2 separate regions of the Muntiacus reevesi genome follow, and region 2 is linked to region 1. Evidence: chromatin contacts called from public Hi-C data. All regions are on one chromosome and are shown on one strand. Each heading gives the region's core, a stretch centred on a gene start, on an enhancer-like site or on the middle of the called end of the contact. The rest is flanking DNA. Distances are from core to core; before and after follow the strand shown.

Region 1 (2,917 bases), core at 228-2,727:
TCTCACCCTCTTGCAGCCTGCCCAGGGGCAAAAAGAACTCTGGCACAACATCAAGTCCCCTCAGGGAATCAGAGACTAGGCCCTAGTCTGGTTCAGATGGACAGATTCCAAGCCAGGAGGCTGGGGAGCCATTCCCTGTCCCTCCCCCAGTGGAGACTGGAACCTCCCTTCCCAGTTCAGCCAACAATAGTCGCTCACCTCTCAAAGCATGCATCGCAGACCCTCAGTACTTTTCATCATTTCCCTCTCCCACAGAAGCCCAGAATTTTTGAGGGAATTAGGGTTCCCTACCCAGGAGAAGGAAAAGTGTGCAGAAATCAGTTTGTGACAAGTGGTAAAAATGTGTCTACCACTCACTTGGGGGCTGCTGGGAGAGCCCTTGGTAGTAGTGAGGGTGAGGTCTGGGCCTTGCAGCTGGTTACCTAGGTCTCTGGGCACTGAGTACAAAGTCTGGGGCAGGGCACAGCTCCGGGACAGGCAAGGACCAGGCCAGGCCCCAGGCGAGGAAGGAAGTGGGGAATGAGCACACCCAGAGCAGAAGGGCAGGGCAAAGCGGGGGAGGAGGGGAAAGACAGGGACTAAGGCAAGCTTCTAGGAGGAACAGGAACCAGTGAGGGGTTACCCGGAACCTAAGAGGGGAGGGTCCCCAGGGACACCAGCTAAGGGAAAAATATCCCAGTCTCAGCCAGACAGATCCAAAGCCGACTGAGACAGTCACTCAAGCTCTAGTAGCAAGTGGGGCCTGCATCCTCTCTGAATGCTCAGGCCTGAAGGTGGAGTTAGGAGCTGAGGAGCCAGGAACAGTACAGACTGGCTTCTTCACCCCACTAATCCCATCACTCTTATCCCCGAGACACAGTACAGAAACCTCTTCCTGGAGTCTCTACAAAGCCTCCAGACTTTCCCAAGGCCCTAGGGGTTCTTCCCTCCTCAGCTGGGGCCTGCAGCCCCTTCCCCTCGACACAGTGCCCACAGCCCCCATACCTTCTTCCTCCACACAGTCCCTCCCACACTCTGGACCACCAGCCCATCTCCATCCACAACGCCCCCTCCACTCTCCCCCTGAAGCGCCTTCATATCCCCTCCCCCTCAAGTATCATCTCCAACGCTTCACTTCAGCTCACCCCTCACATTGTACTTCCCAGCCTCACAAAGCACTCCCGCCCTTCCCCCACAAGGGTACCGGAGAATGCACCTCTTAGCCCAAACACTGAGCCCCCTCCTCTTCTCCCAGCTGTTTCACTCCACCCCCACCCCAGCATTTCTCCAGATCTTCTCCCTCCCTGCCGTGATCCTCCCTCCTCACGTCTAGCCAAGCGCACCCCCGTACTTGTCCATTCTTCCAGGCGCCCCCGCCCCACACCTGTAGTTCCGTGAGTCCCGTGGCAACCGGGGAGGTAGTGGATGGGAGCAGTTACATAGCTGCCCTAGCTGCAGCCTCGGCCTGCAAACCTCGCCCCTTGGGTCCGAGCCCCGCCCCCGCAACGACACGACCCACCCTCTCCGTGGTCCCACCTCCCACCTTCCCCGGGCTCGTCCCCTTTCCCAGTTTCTTTAATTCCTGGGGCTCCTCCCCTGTAATTCAGGTCCTGCCCTTCCTGGCTCCGCCCCTTCTTGTCTTGGCGTCTCCACATTGAACCTCTGCTCGTCTCTCGTCCCACCCCGGTCCCCGCCCCACCCTTGGTCCCCGCCCCCTCCTGGTCCTCGCCTTTCACTCGGATCCGCCCCCTCGGATTCCAGGCTGGCAGAACCGGTGCCAGGCTCGCTTCCACAGCTAGCCCCCTCCCATCTCGGAGCCTCTCCTCCCCCCGCCCCTCCTCTGGCTGGCCTCACCCCGGCGCTGGCGCGGCAGCCCGGAGCCGCTGGTTTTGATTGGCGGCGGTGGCCCCAGTGGATGGCGGAGGAGGCAAAGTGACGGCTGCAGGTCGCCTGAGGGCCCACCCCGGCCACGTGCGGCTTCTGTGATGACAGGTCTGAGGGGGCGGGGCCTCAGCCCGCAGGGCGCTGGCCCGGGCTGACCGGATCCGGCTGGAGCTGGGGAGCCAGAACCTGCGCCAGAGCGCTCGCTTGCGGGCGCCCGAACCTGGTTGGAGCCCTCCCAGGCTTTCTAGCTGGTGCGAGCTGCCTGCGGAACTTGAGCCTCTCAGTGAAGGCGTCTGGGTTAGCGCGCGTGTTTGCCCTAGTGGGGGAGATCTGTAGGGTTTGCAGAGTAGTGCAAAAAGCTTCAGAATTCTGTGAAAATGCGGAAATCTGGTTGGCGGGAGCCTCAAATCTGTGAGGAAGTGCAGTTTCTGTTACCTACGGCGAGCAGCAGACAGGCAGGAAGAGTTACGTCTGTAGCTGTGAGGTAGGTCAGCGAGAAGTCTGTGAACTTCATGAGCCAAAGCAGAGCCTTTGCTTTGTCTAAGTGTCGACTGGACTGTGTGACTGTCACACACGTTCTGTAATTTAATTAGCGCTTGAGTCTTCCACTTCCCGGGAGCCCCATGAGTTCCCAAGGTATGTCCAGGGGAGGGCGACGCTTACGAGCTACCGGTAGATGGCAGCACAAGTCCCTTGCAGAGCTGAGTGGCTCTAGTGAGCTTCTCGATGGAGCCGGAGGTATTGGTGGCTGTGTGATGGACTGGACCTAGTAAAGTTCTCTCAAAGTCTCAGATTCTTTAGATCTCTGTGACTTTCTTTCTGTGAGTAGTTAACTGTGAGGCGAGCAGAAGTAACGTAACTTAGATTAGGAGGAGGCCTTCCTACTATCAGGTAGCTTTCGCTTAACAATGACCACTGTTTGCCAATTAGGACCAATTAGCTTTCACCGATGTTTGCCAATTAGGAAATTAGGAACGGGGTGGAAACCCCCAGGAAAGTCCCGCCTGCGCGAAAGTATTGACCAATGAAATTGTTTTGCAAACGTGTAACCAAT
Region 2 (2,911 bases), core at 323-2,822, 400 kb after region 1:
GCCTGACTTTGGATGCTGGTCAGTCAGCAAGCTTTCCCATTCTAGCTGAATGTTTCTCCCTCCCCTTTCCTATCATCCTTATCCTAGTTCAGTCCCTCAGCCTCTCAATGAAGCATCATCAGCGCTGCCTTGTTAATCAGTCTTCCTGCCTCCACACAACCACTACAGTAATCTGTCTAAATGGGCAACCTGGCTCCTATGCTTGGAATTACTATTACCAACTATGGATATTCTGAAACTTGGATAAAGGGTCAGACACGAGTAGATTAAAATATTATATTGCTTAAACAAAAGGAAGCATAAATTCCTAGTGTTTATTGGGCTTCCCTGGCGGCTCAGATGGTAAAGAAGTTGCTTGTAATACTGAGACCAGGGTTCCATCCCTGGGTTGGGAAAATACCCTGAAGAAGGGAGTGGCAACCCGCTCCAGTATTCTTGCCTGGAGAGTTCCATGGACAGAGGAGCTACAGTCCATGGGATTACAAAGAGTGGGACACGACTGAGTGACACTTTCACTTTTCACAGATCTTAAACAACTACAGAAAGCAAACTTACAAAAGAAATATTGTAGATGTTAACATTTAATGTGACAAATGAGCTTGTTTTGCTGAGACAAAATTGCCTCTGGAGGAATGAACATGATGCATATGGCCTGTCTATACCGGCAGTGGAAGGACTGTGAATCACTCTGGCTCTTTCTCCTACCTTGTGCGAAAACTTCCCTTGTACCGAGACCTTCTCTCGACCCTCCTGCACTGTTTATAATTTAAGATTGCTTTATTCGTTTCTCATTAGCTCTTAACAATTAAGTAGTACGAGGCTCTCACTCCATAAACATGGGATAAGACTCTGTTAGAAGGTAGTCACCCACACGGATGCGGACTGTGCAATTAACTTTCTTTTTAGCTTATCACAGAAATAAAAATAGCACTTTAGAGTTTCTGAAAAGAATTCAGACTCGCTCCCTCAAAGCTCTGTCGCAGACTGTTTCGCCGCAGGCCCGCAGCCTCCGCTCCTGCCGGCCTCCGCTGCGCCGCTAGGTGGCAAGCGGCTCACCGACGCCCACCACCGCTCTTCCCAGACCTGTCACCGGGATCGGGTGACGTCACCCATCCCAGGCGATGATTGGCTATACCGACGGGGACAGGGGGCGGAGCCAGCGAGAAGAGAAAGCGTTGGGTACGGCGAGCGCAGCGTTCCTGAGGCGGTGCGCGCGCACTCGGGACCTCGCGCCGCTCTAGCGGCCGCTGGCAGAACTTCCGCCCGCCCGGGCCGGCAGACCCGATTCCTACGTAACGGGGGCGGTACCTGTCTAGAGGGGTCACTCTGACACGGGCCACACTGAGGGGAGGAGTCAGGTCGAGAGGAGGGGTCACAATGGCTGGTGGAGTCACTCTGAGAGGTGGGGTCTCGCTGGGCAGGAGGAACACACCTAGGAGGGTTGTCACTCCGAGGGGTTCTGGTACCCACTGGCGCTGGCGGGCGGTGTCATACTGAGCGGCCTCACGGGGAGAAGCCTCCGAAGGAAAGCGTTCCTTGAGGGGCGGGGTTTTGCTAAGGGGTGGGATCTTGCGCTTAGAGGGGCGTCTCTACAGGTGGAGTCCTCTCTTTTGAGAGAGAAGGGCATTCGGACGAAATAGTAAAAAGGAAGGTGCAGGCTGGGTGGTCGCTTGACGAGGCTCTGGAATCTGAACTTTATTCGAGGGAGGCGGGATGGATGAGGAGGCGGGGCCACACTTGGAACGGGCTGGCCGAGGGCTCGCTGCAGTCTCGGGGCATCACCACCCCCCGAGAAGGTAGAAAGTGTCAGGGAGTCCGGAGGTTTAAGGTGTAAAGGTCGAGACCTGGGAAATGGGCAGGCTGGGCCAGGGCGGAGGCTGGGAAGGTAGGTAGGTTGCTGGGCCACCTCCGATTGTGGCTGGGCCAAAAGGATCCATTTTTCAGCCCTGCGGGTCCTTTGAGCCCGGGAATCGCGCGGCTCCCTAAGCCGAGTTGTCAACCGCCACTGACCCGAAGGAGGGAGAGGAGAAAGGACTCCCAGGGCAGTTAAAAGACATTTGAACTGCGCGTACGCAGCCCTTAATTCCCTTCAGTTATTCAGCTCAGGCCTGACCTCATTTGACCCCGACGCCCCAGACCCACTGGCCTAGGGCACAGTGGCTTCCGGTTGCCGGGTGCGCACCTGAGGGGGCGTGGCCGCTGCCCGGCGGCCAGGCTCGAAGGAGTTAATCGGAGGCCCGGCTCAGCCCCGCCCCCGGCAGGCCGCGGAGCCTGAGCCCCAGCGGCGAAGCGGCGCGGCCGCCGCCCGCCCGCCCGCCCGCCCGCCTCCGCCTGCGGGGAGCCGGCCCGCCTGCCCGCCGGCGCCCGGGAGCGCCACCTCCACCGCCCGGCCCAGGCCCAGGCCCAGGCCCTGCGCAGAGCGGAGCGGAGCGGCGTCCACCCGGGCCCAGCGAGCCGGCGAGGCGGGGGCGGGCCCAGGATCTTCGGCGAATCTTCTATTCTCTAGGGCAGGAGCGGGATCCCGGGCGCCCCTGATCCGTCTGGGCCCGCTCCCATGGCGAGCGCGGCCTGCCCGGGGCCCGGGGACCCTGCCATGTGAGGCAGGCCCCGGCCTGGGGGCCCGGCCATGGCCGGGGAACGGCCCCCACTACGGGGCCCTGGGCCCGGGCCTGGAGAGGCGCCGGGGGAGGGGCCCCCGGGGCCGGGGGGCGCGGGAGGAGGCCCGGGCCGGGGCCGCCCCTCCTCCTACCGGGCTCTCCGCAGCGCCGTGTCCAGCCTGGCACGCGTGGACGATTTCCACTGCGCCGAGAAGATCGGGGCCGGCTTCTTCTCTGAGGTCTACAAGGTAGGACCAGCAGAGAGGGCAGAGGGGCAGGACCGAGCCTCAGACGCGAGGCTGGAACTAGGGGCC

The links. Hi-C and Micro-C count contacts between places; a contact is called where the count stands out from the background.
Region 2: a Hi-C map of muscle shows a contact between it and region 1, with 2.9 times the contacts expected there. The contact joins the promoter of TESK1 here to the promoter of ATOSB in region 1. A contact is called at or near these places in 2 of 3 Hi-C or Micro-C datasets (blood and muscle).

The regions. Positions count from the first base shown.
Region 1 is chr17:55,359,027-55,361,943 of mMunRee1.1, forward strand. It overlaps ATOSB (atos homolog B), which reads right to left and starts at 1,478. Exons shown (of 9, transcript XM_065908279.1): 1 at 1,364-1,478.
Region 2 is chr17:55,756,898-55,759,808 of mMunRee1.1, forward strand. TESK1 (testis associated actin remodelling kinase 1) reads left to right here and starts at 1,573. Exons shown (of 10, transcript XM_065908132.1): 1 at 1,573-2,845. The coding sequence starts at 2,627.